Regions from separate parts of the Hordeum vulgare genome. Here region 1 is linked to region 2. A link is a contact called in public HiChIP or PLAC-seq data. All regions are on one chromosome and are shown on one strand. Each heading gives the region's core, a stretch centred on a gene start, on an enhancer-like site or on the middle of the called end of the contact. The rest is flanking DNA. Distances are from core to core; before and after follow the strand shown.

Region 1 (6,230 bases), core at 3,078-5,577, 420 kb after region 2:
AATAGATGTATATGTATGGGCAGACTTCGGCCATGCCTGCTCCTTTCCTTCAAGGCAGGTTTACAAGTCTCCTACACAGAGTTCATCAAGAAGCCACATTGTCCTCATTCATTAGGAAGTTACATTTCGCTAAAGCCACACTACAAAGTCAAGTTATGAGCATGCAAATTAGCCATGACCCCCACCCTCACCCCAAAGATGACACAATTAACCCTCTTCCTACCGCAAGTATCTATCAATCCAAGATTAGCATAAGGCCACTCTAAACCTATTTGCAAACCCGAACTATCACTGCATCAATTATAATTCAGAGAAGTTCAAAAAACTCTCACATCTAAACTGTAGGAGGCTTCGTGGGACGCAACGAAGTTGCGCGTGATGGTGCGGGCAACATTGAGCACATAACAATGCAAGCCAAGCAACTGACATGAACAGTTGCTGCAAAACAGGGCAACATATTTTGCTTATACTGATAACAGAAATACAGAGTTGAAATCTGAAAATTATACTCATTGAACTATTAGAGCATCTCCAATAGCATGTCTATATTTGATCTAAAAAGATTCCCTCATATACACGTCCAGTTTTGCAGTAGCACGTCTATATACAGAATGTATATATTCTCTCTCCTATATTTTAATACTATTTTATAACTACCAATCCAAATACCATTTTCCTCCAACGGTTCTATTCTAAGCCTATATATGACACTCATTCTCACCTCTCTCAAATAATTCCATCTTGTGCTTCTCTGATCTCTCTTCCAAGTCCTCGTGTCTTCTCTCCCACAACATAATGAGTTAAACATGATTCGCTTTGGATATGCTCATGAATTCACCGACTTCGTCTTCGTCTGACTATGGCGAACTAATTCTTGCAGCATTCGCAGAGTGCGAGGAGGAAGATGAGGTGAATGCTCGACGTCAAGGCGATTCGATGCGGGGGCAACAACATTTGTATCGCGGAAGAGATGCCAGATTTGTTCTACTCTGGGACCACTACTTCAAAGAAAATCCAACCTTTCCTGAAAGTTATTTTCGACAAAGGTTAGTATTACAACATTATTCTCTATATGCCTATTTGCCATCTCCCTATCTCATATTTGTTTATCCGCACAAGTATAGAATGTCTCGTAATTTGTTTAATCACATAACCGAAGCAGTACTTGAGCATGATAGTTATTTTAAGAAAAAAAGAAATTGTGATGGAGCTCTTGGGTTCCATCTTCTACAAAAGATGACAGCCGCAATGTGACTACTAACTTATGGATATGCCGCTGATGCCGCGGATGAGTATTGTCGCTCAGGAGAATCTACTAATCTAGCAACTTGCAAAAAGTTTGTGATAGCTATTTGTGAAGTCTTTGGGGACCAGTATCTAATATCTCCAAATGAAGAATATACTGCTAGATTACTTGAGATAGGGGAGCAAAGAGGTTTTCATGGTATGTTAGGGTGTATAGGTTGCATGCATTGGACTTGAAAAAATTATCCTAAGAAATAGCATGGCATGTTTAAAGATCATGTGAATAAGCTCATAATGATTTTGGAGGCAGTTGCTTCGAAGGATCTTTGGATTCGGCATGCATTCTTTGGTTTTCCAAGGTCTATCATGACATAAATGTTCTTCAACGTTCACCTGTGTTTACAAAGCTAACTGAAGGTGAAGCTTCAAAAGTGAATTATACCATCAATGGTCATCCATGCACAATGGGATACTACCTTGCAGATGGTATATATTCATCATGGGCAACATTTATGAAGACAATACCAGCTCCAGAAAGCAGAAAGAAGAAACGTTTCGCCAGAAGAAAAGAGGGAGCTAGAAAGGACGTGGAGTGAGCCTTTGGAGTTTTGCAATCCTATTTTGCCATTGTTTGGGGGCCAACTAAAGGTTGGAAACACAAAGAAATTGGTGATTTCATGAAAGCTTGCATCATAATGCATAATATGGTAGTTCAAGATGAATGAGACAGCGGTCCACTAGACTACAACTACGACTCTATGGGAGTAAAGGTAACCCCATCTCGTACTCATGTGGAACAACCGAGTATGCTTATTCAAATGAATCAACTGATCAAAAACAATGCACTACACTCTCTACTTCAAGATGATCTAGTTGAGCACATTTGACAGAAGTTTGAGAATGAATAATTATTTACGCATTTGTGATAATGTAGTTGAATCTTATCATGTACAGTTCCATAATGCAATGTTTTCATAATGGCATAATGCAATGTTTCCGTAATGGCATAATGCAATGTTTCCATAATGCTTGTTCACACGACAAGTACTTAGCATGACAAATAGTGCACACGACAAATACTTAACATGACAAATAGTTCACACAACAAACCTTGATGTGTTCTATCGGTGAGCAACAATCTCATTTTGCTTGTTCATGTAGTATTGTTGTTGTGCCCCACTCATAACACTAGTGTCTATGGACATGATCTTCTCTTCTAACTCAAACTACAAATAGTGCAGACGACAAATACTTAACATGACAAATAGTGAGAATTAGTTCACACAACAAACCTGATGTGTTCTATCGGTGAGCAACAATCTCATTTTGCTTGTTCATGTAGTATTGTTGTTGTGCCCCACTCATAACACTAGTGTCTATGGACATGATCTTCTCTTCTAACTCAAACTGTTTCCGTTCCATCTCTCTCTCCTCGTTTTCCATCTACTTCTCCTGCATTGTAATTTGCTTATCTTGCAATTCAAATGCTCGCTCATAACGAGCATTCTTCGCGGCATCTTTCACCTCGCCCTTCTCTAGCTTTTGTGCCCACACAATTTCTAATGATAACTTGAGAGCAAGAGCATCGGAAGCAGAAGCTTTAACTTTTCATAAACGTTCTTTATCTCGCTTATTACCATCACGCCTTATCTCTGTATCAAGAGCATTAGTACATCCGAAGTCTTCATCATTAGATGTTGTACGTGGACTTGCATCAGAATTCTTCTTCTGCTTTTTTCGAGGCCCCTTAGAAACCACATGATTCTCCCACTTTGGGTGCTTTTGCAATTCTAACCAGCAATGCATTAATGCAAATGGCCTATTTTTAGGATCTTTGGACTTGTACAAAACAAGTGCCTTGACTGGCTGCACAAATAAACACCTATTACTCTCACACAACATATAAAAGTTTAGAATTGAACTAAAAGGATGGATGTGTACTTGCTGAGCAATAGTCACCCCACTTTGGTTTCTATTAAGTATTTGTTGATAGTATCCACATAACTTGTTGACTTGTTCATTAATAGTGCTCCAACGATAATTGAGTACATTTCGAACACGCACCGGCCATGACACTTTCTTGCATGTGCTATAGTAATCATAGATACTACCCCAATAAGGATTTGTAGATTGATGTGTCCCTATCACAACATCCAAAGTTGTGTGCAGCCATGGTGCCACCAATAGTTTATCCTCTTTAGTAGACCAATTCGGTCTTTTAGTGAATTTTGCTTTGACATATGCATATGTTTTTTTTGAATTGACGGCATCCCTTGCCCCCCCAAGTGGACTACCTCGCACTTGTGATGATACACCAAAGTTCAACATTAAACACATTAAGCATCGCGAGAGTGGCAGCCAACCAGCTATGCCACGTGGCGTATGCTGGTTGACCGCGATGAGAATGCTTTTGAAATATTTTTTAGATATAGGTGAGGATTTTTAAATATTTTTTAAATGATGGTAAGAAACTCATGTTTTTTTAAACACATTAAGCATCGTGAGATTGACAGGCAACCAACTATGCCATATGGCGTAAGCTGGTTGGGCACGATGAGAATGCTTTTGAAATATTTTTTAGATATAGGTGAGGATTTTTTAAATGTTTTTATAGATCATGGTCAGAAACACGCGTTTTTTTAAATGGAGGGTTATGCAAGGTGACGCTCGTCGGTTGTGCTTCGTCGTCTCCAGAGCAAGTGAGTTGGCGGAAGAAAGAGCGACAGAGCAAGTGAGTTGGCAGAAGAAAGAGCGACAGAGTTGGCGGGAGGGAGGAATCATGGCTTCGGTTATGCTTTGGATGACGCCTTCACGTTATCCAAGCATGGACATGGTCAAGGCTAATTTGAAGAATGTGTATTGTTACACATCAGGTTAAATGAGTTACTGAACGACGGTTTTTGAACGTGGTCGTTCAAAACGTATATATAAATTTGTTTAGACGTGCTGTTGAAGATGCTCTTATACGACCATGCTCTAGGGGAGGATATTATATTGTAGGGATGCCCATGGATAAAAAAAATTGCTACAACCACAAAGCTAGAAAATCAAACTATTATGGAAGGCGTGGGCGGGTGCCGTGGGATGCCCCGGTAGGACAGGTGGCGACAGATCGGAGAGGGTATGCGGGGGAGGAGTTTTGCAGCCGGTCTCCACCTCTTTCTGCTTCCCTGAAGCTGCCGCCGCCGCCGCCGCCGCCGCGCCGTCCTCTGCTGCCGCTTCCCTGCCATCTGCTTCCCCGCCGCCGCTGCCTCACCCATCCCTTCTCTTACCCTCCTCATCCGGTCTCTGCTGCTGGCGGCTCCCTGTCTCGCTTCCCCGCGGCCGCCGCGGGCGACTTCGACCTTGGGCAGCGGCGACGGAAGGAAGGACCCAGATGTTTTCTTCGCAGGAAGGTTCACAGGAAGGTGATTTCATCTCACCGTCATTCTTCTGAAGCCACTATAGTGCCTAGTCTGCAAAAACCTGAAACTCATTTCATTACTGTAAATGTCATGGGGCTTCTAGAATAATAATCTGCATACAAAGCACTTCCTAGCGACAGCGTCCGTCCATAGTTGCTATGCTTGTGTTTCTCATGCTGAATGAATTGATGATGCATCCAAGTTGAGCTGTATGCATCTCTGTTGACATCATCTTGTTTTATAATACTTGGTTTCCACACTTCGAAGTGACACCATCCATACACCAATTTGTCTCTTGTTATGTTATACGTACATCTGAATATATTGTTCTGTGTGGTTTACCCAGAGGACACGGCCGACTTCTCTTTCAAGGATGGTAACAGGCTGTGCTCTCTTTTTCTGCGGCAGCAAGGTCTGATCAAGAAGAAGCGAAGGTCCGTGCAGTGCTTGCTCTGCTCTTCTATATGCATGCCCCTGCCCCCTCTTAACAGCACCTTACATATTTGTTTTATTCATCTATCTATGCATGAAGATGGCTGGCCTCGCTGAATCCTGAATTAGGTGTCCCCTTCAAACTTAAGCGACCAAAGTTTCTGAAAGTTGTGTAAGTATTCTACTACCTGTGACAGTTATTTCCTTGTCTAAACTAGATGCGGCGCGTTATTACAACTCACAGAGCTGCACATTTCTCATTTGAAACAATATCCACTGATTTAGTGAGTTACCTCCATGCATGGCTCCATCTTTTCAAGAGTTTGTGTCAAAAGCTTTGATAGAGCAAAACTCAATCTTCATGTATGCACAAAAATGACCCATAGTCTGACCCATATTGCTCATCTGAAAACAGCATCCACTGATTTAGTGAGTTACCTCAGCTCCATGTGATCTTGGGTTGTAAAATATGGCAAACCTACCAGATTTCCAATTATCGTGTTTCTCTACTTATAAGGTTACTTTAGCCATATCAATCTTCTAGTAACCCCCCATAAAATCTCTGTTGTACAGCTACTTGGCTGAATCGGATGTCAGGACCGATGAAGTAAGTTGTCCATACTTTAACAGAACCTACAGCTTACGGTTTTCAGTTTCAGTTTTTTACTCCCCTCATTGATGTTGCTTGCGTAGCTACTTATTTATCCGTTAGGTTTATATATGAATAAATGGCAGACAATTATATTTCTAGTACAATAATAAGAGAACATTTAGCAGTTTTAACATGCTGTGTGATCAAATATGTTGCTTCAAATAACTACACTTGTGGAAGGATATACAACATGGCTTTGATGGGATTAGGGCTCATTGTTATTGCTCGATCAATATTCCATACTTGCTGGCTCTATCAATTTCATAGTAATCACTTCTTTTTGGCGAATAATTTCATAGTAATCATTTGATTTGATCCTTGAGAGTACTCTTCTGTAAGATAACCTATGCAGTATTTTGTATATTACATACAACACATCTCTTGTTACTATGTCGCAGTTTATACTATTTTACTTTTGAAATGCATTGTTTTATTACTATCTCATGGTTTTCCTGCCTTCTTTATTACGGAGGTCTCTTATAGACTATTTTACCCTC
Region 2 (6,734 bases), core at 772-3,271:
GAAAAACTATAGCAGAGTCGACGTATCGGCCCGATCGTCATAATAACCGCCAATATGGCAATTCTGGCCCAAAAGGCTACTCTAGCAGAGTGCCGAGTCACCATAATTTTTAGAGGGCGCTCCATATAGGCCAACGAGCCTCCATACTTGGAAATTGTGGGCGTTGGTTCGAAGGGCGCTCCATCGCCAACCGCTTGCGCGGAAGGGAAGTTTCACCGCCATCCTCGTCCTCCCACACGGCCCATCTCCTTTCACCCATGGCAACGGGAAGCGTGACAATTAATGGCGGTTGTCGTGTGCCAACTGCCTATGGACACTCCCACCGCATTTTCTCGCTGCCCGCCGCCCACGGCTATAAAAAGGTCGTCCCATGGCCGGATAGCTCACAACCTCCACTTCCAACACCGCTGCCTGTAGCCACTTTCTTTCTCCTTGCACCATGCCGCTTCCCCGGGTGAAACTATGCCGCTTCCCTGGGTGAAACTGGGTCTCGCTCTCGGAGGAGGAGTGGATCTTTGATGAGGAGGAAGCGTCGGAGAAGGCTGACCTCATCGCCGAGGAGCAGGAGTGGCATTGCTGCAAGGCGATGGAGGAGGCCATGGAGCAGGATGCCGCGTTGTAGGATCCCGCGCAGGAGGAGTGGTCGGACTGAAATCCCAAAACACATTGCGTTGTTTGGGATATCCAACACGACTAAGTGCAAATCCCATATGAGCACGCGAGGGCTCGCCCACGCAGCTCATACCGGGCACCACGTGCTCCCTGCCGCCTCTCTGTTAAGGAGGCACTGGATGAGCGCTACGCCGCCCACGCCTCAGCCATCCGCCCCGGAGAAATCTTCAAGCATACCGGCGTTGGGAAGGCGTTGCGGGCGAAGAGAGACCGTGCCATCCGGCTCCATTACAAGGATCAACAAATGGACTCGGCGGCTGAGAGGGAGCGCATCAGATGGCACACAATCGATATGAACATGGTGTCATTCATCGAGACAAGCCGCACCACATTGGGGCTTGCCCGTCTTGAAAAATCTGTCTCCGACCTTGACTACCGCCGGCAGGAATGGGACGAAGACGTGGTCGCTGGACCGTCACACCGTCGTGCGTAGAGGACCAGTCGACTCGTCACATATGCATGTGTGCTTGCACTGCATTCACCATAGTCGCGGTGGGGAGCAACTAGTGCTTCTCCAAGACATAGTAAATAAATGTCGCCAATCAACTTTTCTACTTCTACTTAACCACTTTGTAATGCAATGTTATCACAAATTAGTGTTTTAGTACCTCAAATTGAGTGTGTGGATTTTTGAGTTGATGCAACAAAAGAACAGAAAAGAAAAGATATGAAGGCCGCATTATGGCAACTCTGTGTTTGCGCACAGCGGTCGCTGGCACGGCCTCCATATCCCATACATGACCGGGGATATAGCTGACTCTACTAAAGTTTCTCTAATACTGATTGGGACTATGAATGATCCGCCCTAGTCGTAAAAGAACGGATATGCCTGAAGATGAAATCACACCAAGCAGCAAGGACAAGGCCGGTGTTCCCGGACATACAGAATGCTTTCGAAGAATCTAAATAAACGCAGACTGATGAATAGCAGAACCAGAGAAGTGCGCATACCTTCCGAGCACGGCGGTGAGGGTCTTGACGTAGGCGGCCACCATATCTTCCTCGGAGGGCTTTGGGTCGGCGGGGAACTCCATGACTATGAGCCAGTGCTCGTAGTCGCAGCCATCCAGCAGGATGGTCTCCTTGGGCGGCCGGTTGCTCCAGTTCGGGGACGGGTCGTTAAGCGGAGAATGGCCGGGCCTTCCCGGCAACGCCGTCTTCGCCCCTCGCGACGGCGGCGCCCACGGAGAGGGGTGGGCGGAGGACGCGGAGGCAGCGGCGCCGGCGAGGAGGAGGAAGCGACGGGGTATCGCACGGGGGGAGAGGAGGAGCGCCGAGAGCCTGCGGCGTGTAACAGCTACAGCCGCCATGGTTGGGGAATTTGGGAAGGTCGGAATAGGAGGGTTTGCACTATTTTTTTTAGGGGCTTGCACTTGCCGGCGCAGGCTATGCTGGTGCGCGAGACCGATGTGTCTGGGCTCAGGCCCAGAGTCCCTAGCCGTGTTTAGTTCGGGCCCAGAGGCAACTCCAGAGTTGTGAATTTGCCCTCCGTCTCAAAATTCCTTGTCTTAGATTTGTATATATATATAAATGTATCTAGTCAAGTTTTAATATTTAGATACATCAATTTCTCAACAAACCTAAAACAAGAATTTTAAGACGGAGTGAGTATTTGTCAATGAGTACCGCGCAAGCAGTGATAAGACACACAGACTAGCTAGATTGTCATTACACTCTGTAAGATCGCTAGATGTGGTTTAATGATCCATGGATCACCTATGTATCCCAGTAAACTTATTTGATAAGTAAAGTGTGGTGTTCTTTTAAAAAGGGTCTGGGCTTAATCCACGTAGATTGGCCGAGGTCGTGGCCTCCTAATCCATGTGGGCCAACCTAGCAGGGATTGTTACACGTGAAATAAATTTTGAATGTTTGGTTTAAATTTAGGGGGCTACTATGTCTCGCATGACACAAGACCTAGGATAAGCTCACTATATCGAGCGCGAGACTAGACCGCCCAGCTCGCGGGTGGCAACATCTTGTTTTTATTTTCATGTTTTTTTGCTGTTGTTTGCTTTTCTTTCATAATTTTTCTTATACTTCCAAATATCTCAAAATGTATATAACAAAAAAAATTACATTTGTTTTGAAAAAAATGAAAACAAAGCATTTGTAAAATGTTAATTGCGTGGATAAAAGTGTTTCTAATGTATACTAAAAATATATACAAAAAATACATTGTGTGAATTTTTTTGTCCTGGATTTAAAATAATATTAATCAAGCATTTAAAAAAAACTAATCATCTCTCTAAAAAATTTAAATGTGTACAAAAAATATTCCTGTGTATACAAAAAATATAGAACATGTATTAAAAATTAAACGTAAAACATAATTTTACAAAGTGTTGATCGTGTATAAGAAAAATGTTAATCATATATTGCAAAAACTTTATCCGTGTATAGAAAAATGTTCCTGGTATATACAAAAAATGTACAATATGTCTGAAAATGTAGTCACCAAAGACAAAAAAAATGAAAATATTAATAATCATGTAGTATTTCTAGAAAATTAAATGTGTACAAAAAGATATATTTCGAATTTGTATGAAAAATGTAGAATATGTATTTAAAAAGTTTAATGTAAAAGGCATTTAAAAAAAATCTTGATTGTGTATTAAAAATGTTACTCATATATTTAAAAAAGGTTAAACATGTTTATTATTTTTTCTTATACTCTCTCCATTCCTAAATAGGGACCACATACGGAGCAAAATATACTCTAAAGTATGTCTATTTACATCCGTATGTAGTCTCCTAGTGAAACTTTTTAAAAGACTTATATTTAAGAATGGAGGAAGTATATACCACAAATGTACAATGTGTATGAAAATAATAATCATCAAATATATTTTTAATGTTAATTATGTATTTGAAAATGTTAAATGTGTATGAATATTTCCAATGTGTACATAAAATTTTAAAATGTGTATAAAAATGTAGACATGTGTTCAAGGAAAAATAAAGGAAACAAAGAAAAGTGATAGAAAATCAAGGAATGAAAGACCCTAAGAAAACCATGAAAACCCATGAGAAAACAAGGAGCAACAAAACAAAACGGATGAAAATTAAGAAAGAAACAAAAAACCAGAGATATGTAAAGAAAATAGAAAAAGAAAAGATAGTCCAAAAAACATGGAGAAAAGAACAAAGACCCCACAGAAAAATAAAAAAATATGAATGTTTGTGTTTGTATTGTGTTAAAAAGAATAAAAATTGCATCTCGATGTTCTTATTTTTTTTCTCCGAATAAGATGTACCCAGCCTGCGGCCCAGACCCTGGTCGAACCGAACCAAGTAGAACGGGCCGTGCGTGCCTTGCCGTCACTCACTTCCTCGTCTCCTCCCCACCCGACCCGGCGGGCGGCGGCGACCCCCATCCATTCCGCCGACCACTACCGTACCATGGCGCCGCCGACGGAGCTGTTGGACGAGCTCGTCGGCGAGGTACTCCTACGCCTCCCTCCGGACGAGCCCGAGCATCTCTTCCGCGCTGCCATCGTCTGCAAGTCGTGGCTCCGCATCGTCTGCGACCCCGCCTTCTGCCGCCGCTACCGCGACTTCCATGGTGCCCCTCCCCTCCTCGGCCTCCTCCACATGCTCCAGGTCCTCCAAGGAGGCCCCGCGCACCGCTTTGCCTCCACCACGTCGATGCCGGACTTCCCCTACCCGGGCTCCGACCGCGACGGCGAGCACCCCACCACCCTCGACTGCCGCCACGGCCGCGTGCTCGTCCACATGGTGCAGGACAGGAGCCTGGTTTTCGTCGTCTCGGACCCCCTCACGGGCGACCGACACGTCGTGCCCGCGCTGGACTTCGATTCGCTCATCTGGACCGCCGCGGTGTTCTGCGTCGCCGATGGCTGCCAACATCTCGACTGCCAAGGCGGCCCCTTCCGCGTGGCCTTCCTGGCCACCGGTAGCGCCGACCGTGTCGTTAAGGCAAGAGTGTACTCATCGGTGACAGGTGCGTGGAGTGCGCCAGTATGCCTGGACGATGGTTGAGGTTGTGAAGGCTATGCCCAGCTCAAGCGAGATGACATTGCAGAATACTTCTACCACCTACCTTATGTCATGCCTCGCCGAGTAGCTGTCATTGGAGATGCAGTCTACTTCACTCTTCAGTCGGTTGACAAAATCATCAAGTACAACTTGCCAAACAGCTGCTTCTCCATGATTAACCAGCCGCCACATGATTTGACCCCAATGACTCTCATGGTGATGGAGGACAGTTCGCTGGGGTTTGCCTGCATCAATAATTCTAGCCTTTGTTTGTGGTCACGGAAGGTGGATTCAGAAGCAGCTGCAGAATGGGTACAATGCCGGGTCATCGAGCTCGAGAAAATTATACCCGATGTCGATCTCAAATGGGAACCATTTGTGGTTGGTTCCGCAGAGGGTGTGGGTGTCATCTTCATAAGCACATATGTTGGCTTATTCACTATAGAGCTAAAGTCAGGGCGAGCCAGGAAGGTTGACGAGCCCGGACAGTACCTTAGCGTTCTACCCTACATGAGCTTCTACACTCCAGGTATAGGTGCTAGCCCTTGCTTCCTGTCTGTTGTCTTGCATTTTTGTTACAGCTTCTGTATGTTTGCTTAATTACTTGGTTGTTGTTTGTGATAGTTAGTCATGATGCAAGTAATATGAGTTTGTTATATATTCACGTATGGAGCTTGCAACGGGCAATTCTCTGTGCTGGAGAAAACTTAATACTCCCTCCGTCCGGAATTACTTGTTGTGGAACTGGATGTATCTAGACATATTTTTAGTTCTAGATACATCCATTTTTATCCATTTCTGTGACAGAGGGAGTATATGAGTATATGACACCGGAAAACATAATGTCATTTATGTTATGAGATTTGACTTGTTACGGATCATGACCATGCATTGGACGAATATGCACAGAAACATGTTGATCTGAATCATATTACCTTGTTTCAGACTTTCTTATTAAAAAAATATCTGTTACTCCCTCCGGTTCATATTACTTGTCGTATCTAGACATGTTTTAGTGTTGGATACATCAATATCTAAACAAATCTAAGACAAGTAACTGGAACCGGAGGGAGTACTTTGTGGCATAGCTGAAGGTCACATCTCAAACTCTCAGTCTTGTAACCGTTGAAATCGGTACTAGCACATAGCTCACCAAAGTGGAATGCTGACTTTAGTTAGTTATGGGTTTTGTGCATGCTATATTTTAGATCATGGCACATTGTTATTGTAACAAGGATTAACTAAACAAAGTGCAATGCTGGTTTCTTTCCGAGCTGCTACTAATATGTATCAAATCGTCTATTCTCTGGTCAGCAGTTTACATACAAATTGTGCAAGTCCTTATGATCAGCTGTTGTTGTCTTATTGAATTCATCCTGATCGTAATGTCCAAAAAGTTTTATGTCAAATTAATATGTGAGGCATATTTCAGTTACTGTTTGCCTAATGCTTGGCCCAGCTACTTGGAACAAAAATTCTGTGTAATGATCTATGTCGTTTCCCTTTCATGACATTTTAATATGACTTCAATGTTGATCTCGTCTTCAAAAGAGCTGTCAAGTAGCAGTGACAGACTTTCTGGACAAACAATTTGTGATACAAGGATCCAACTCATAACTTAGTTTCGCCACAAAACATTTATCATTTGTAAATAGATTCTGCAGGGCCGTCTCCTGAAATTTAGGGGCCCGGGACGAAAATCGAAATGAGGTCCTAAATTTTTTTTAAATGTTTATTCTTAAATGGCTATATAACCATGACATATACTTAATTAATTATAGGCTTTAGGTAGATGATCTAAAATAGATAAATATGAACTTGATTATAAAAACTACATTGAAAATTTGGATGTGTTATATTAGTAAAAGGATAGGGTTTTGAAGTTTTGTATCAAAGATTAGACTTCCCCTGGGCACTGGATGCTTTCTTCTCTGATCATGGTATGGTGTCGGTGGCGTTGTGCCATGCAACTGCCGCCTGCTGCCATCGGCCAGTTGCCCTGCAACCCAGCTCGGTTTCCTTTTTCAAGAAAAAAGAAGAGATCGCCAAGCCGACTGAAATTC

The links. HiChIP or PLAC-seq counts read pairs in DNA pulled down with a chosen protein or histone mark.
Region 1: an H3K4me3 HiChIP or PLAC-seq map of embryo shows a contact between it and region 2, with 6 times the contacts expected there. The contact joins the promoter of LOC123403205 here to the promoter of LOC123401805 in region 2. A contact is called at or near these places in 1 of 6 Hi-C or Micro-C datasets (leaf) and 1 of 1 datasets of contacts at active chromatin or transcription factors (embryo).

The regions. Positions count from the first base shown.
Region 1 is chr6H:513,656,904-513,663,133 of MorexV3_pseudomolecules_assembly, forward strand. LOC123403205 reads left to right here and starts at 4,328. Exons shown (of 7, transcript XM_045097154.1): 1 at 4,328-4,652; 2 at 4,996-5,083; 3 at 5,182-5,253; 4 at 5,655-5,688. The coding sequence starts at 4,622.
Region 2 is chr6H:513,236,195-513,242,928 of MorexV3_pseudomolecules_assembly, forward strand. It overlaps LOC123401805 (multiple organellar RNA editing factor 3, mitochondrial-like), which reads right to left and starts at 2,022. Exons shown (of 4, transcript XM_045095655.1): 1 at 1,624-2,022. The coding sequence starts at 1,982. It also overlaps the pseudogene LOC123401806.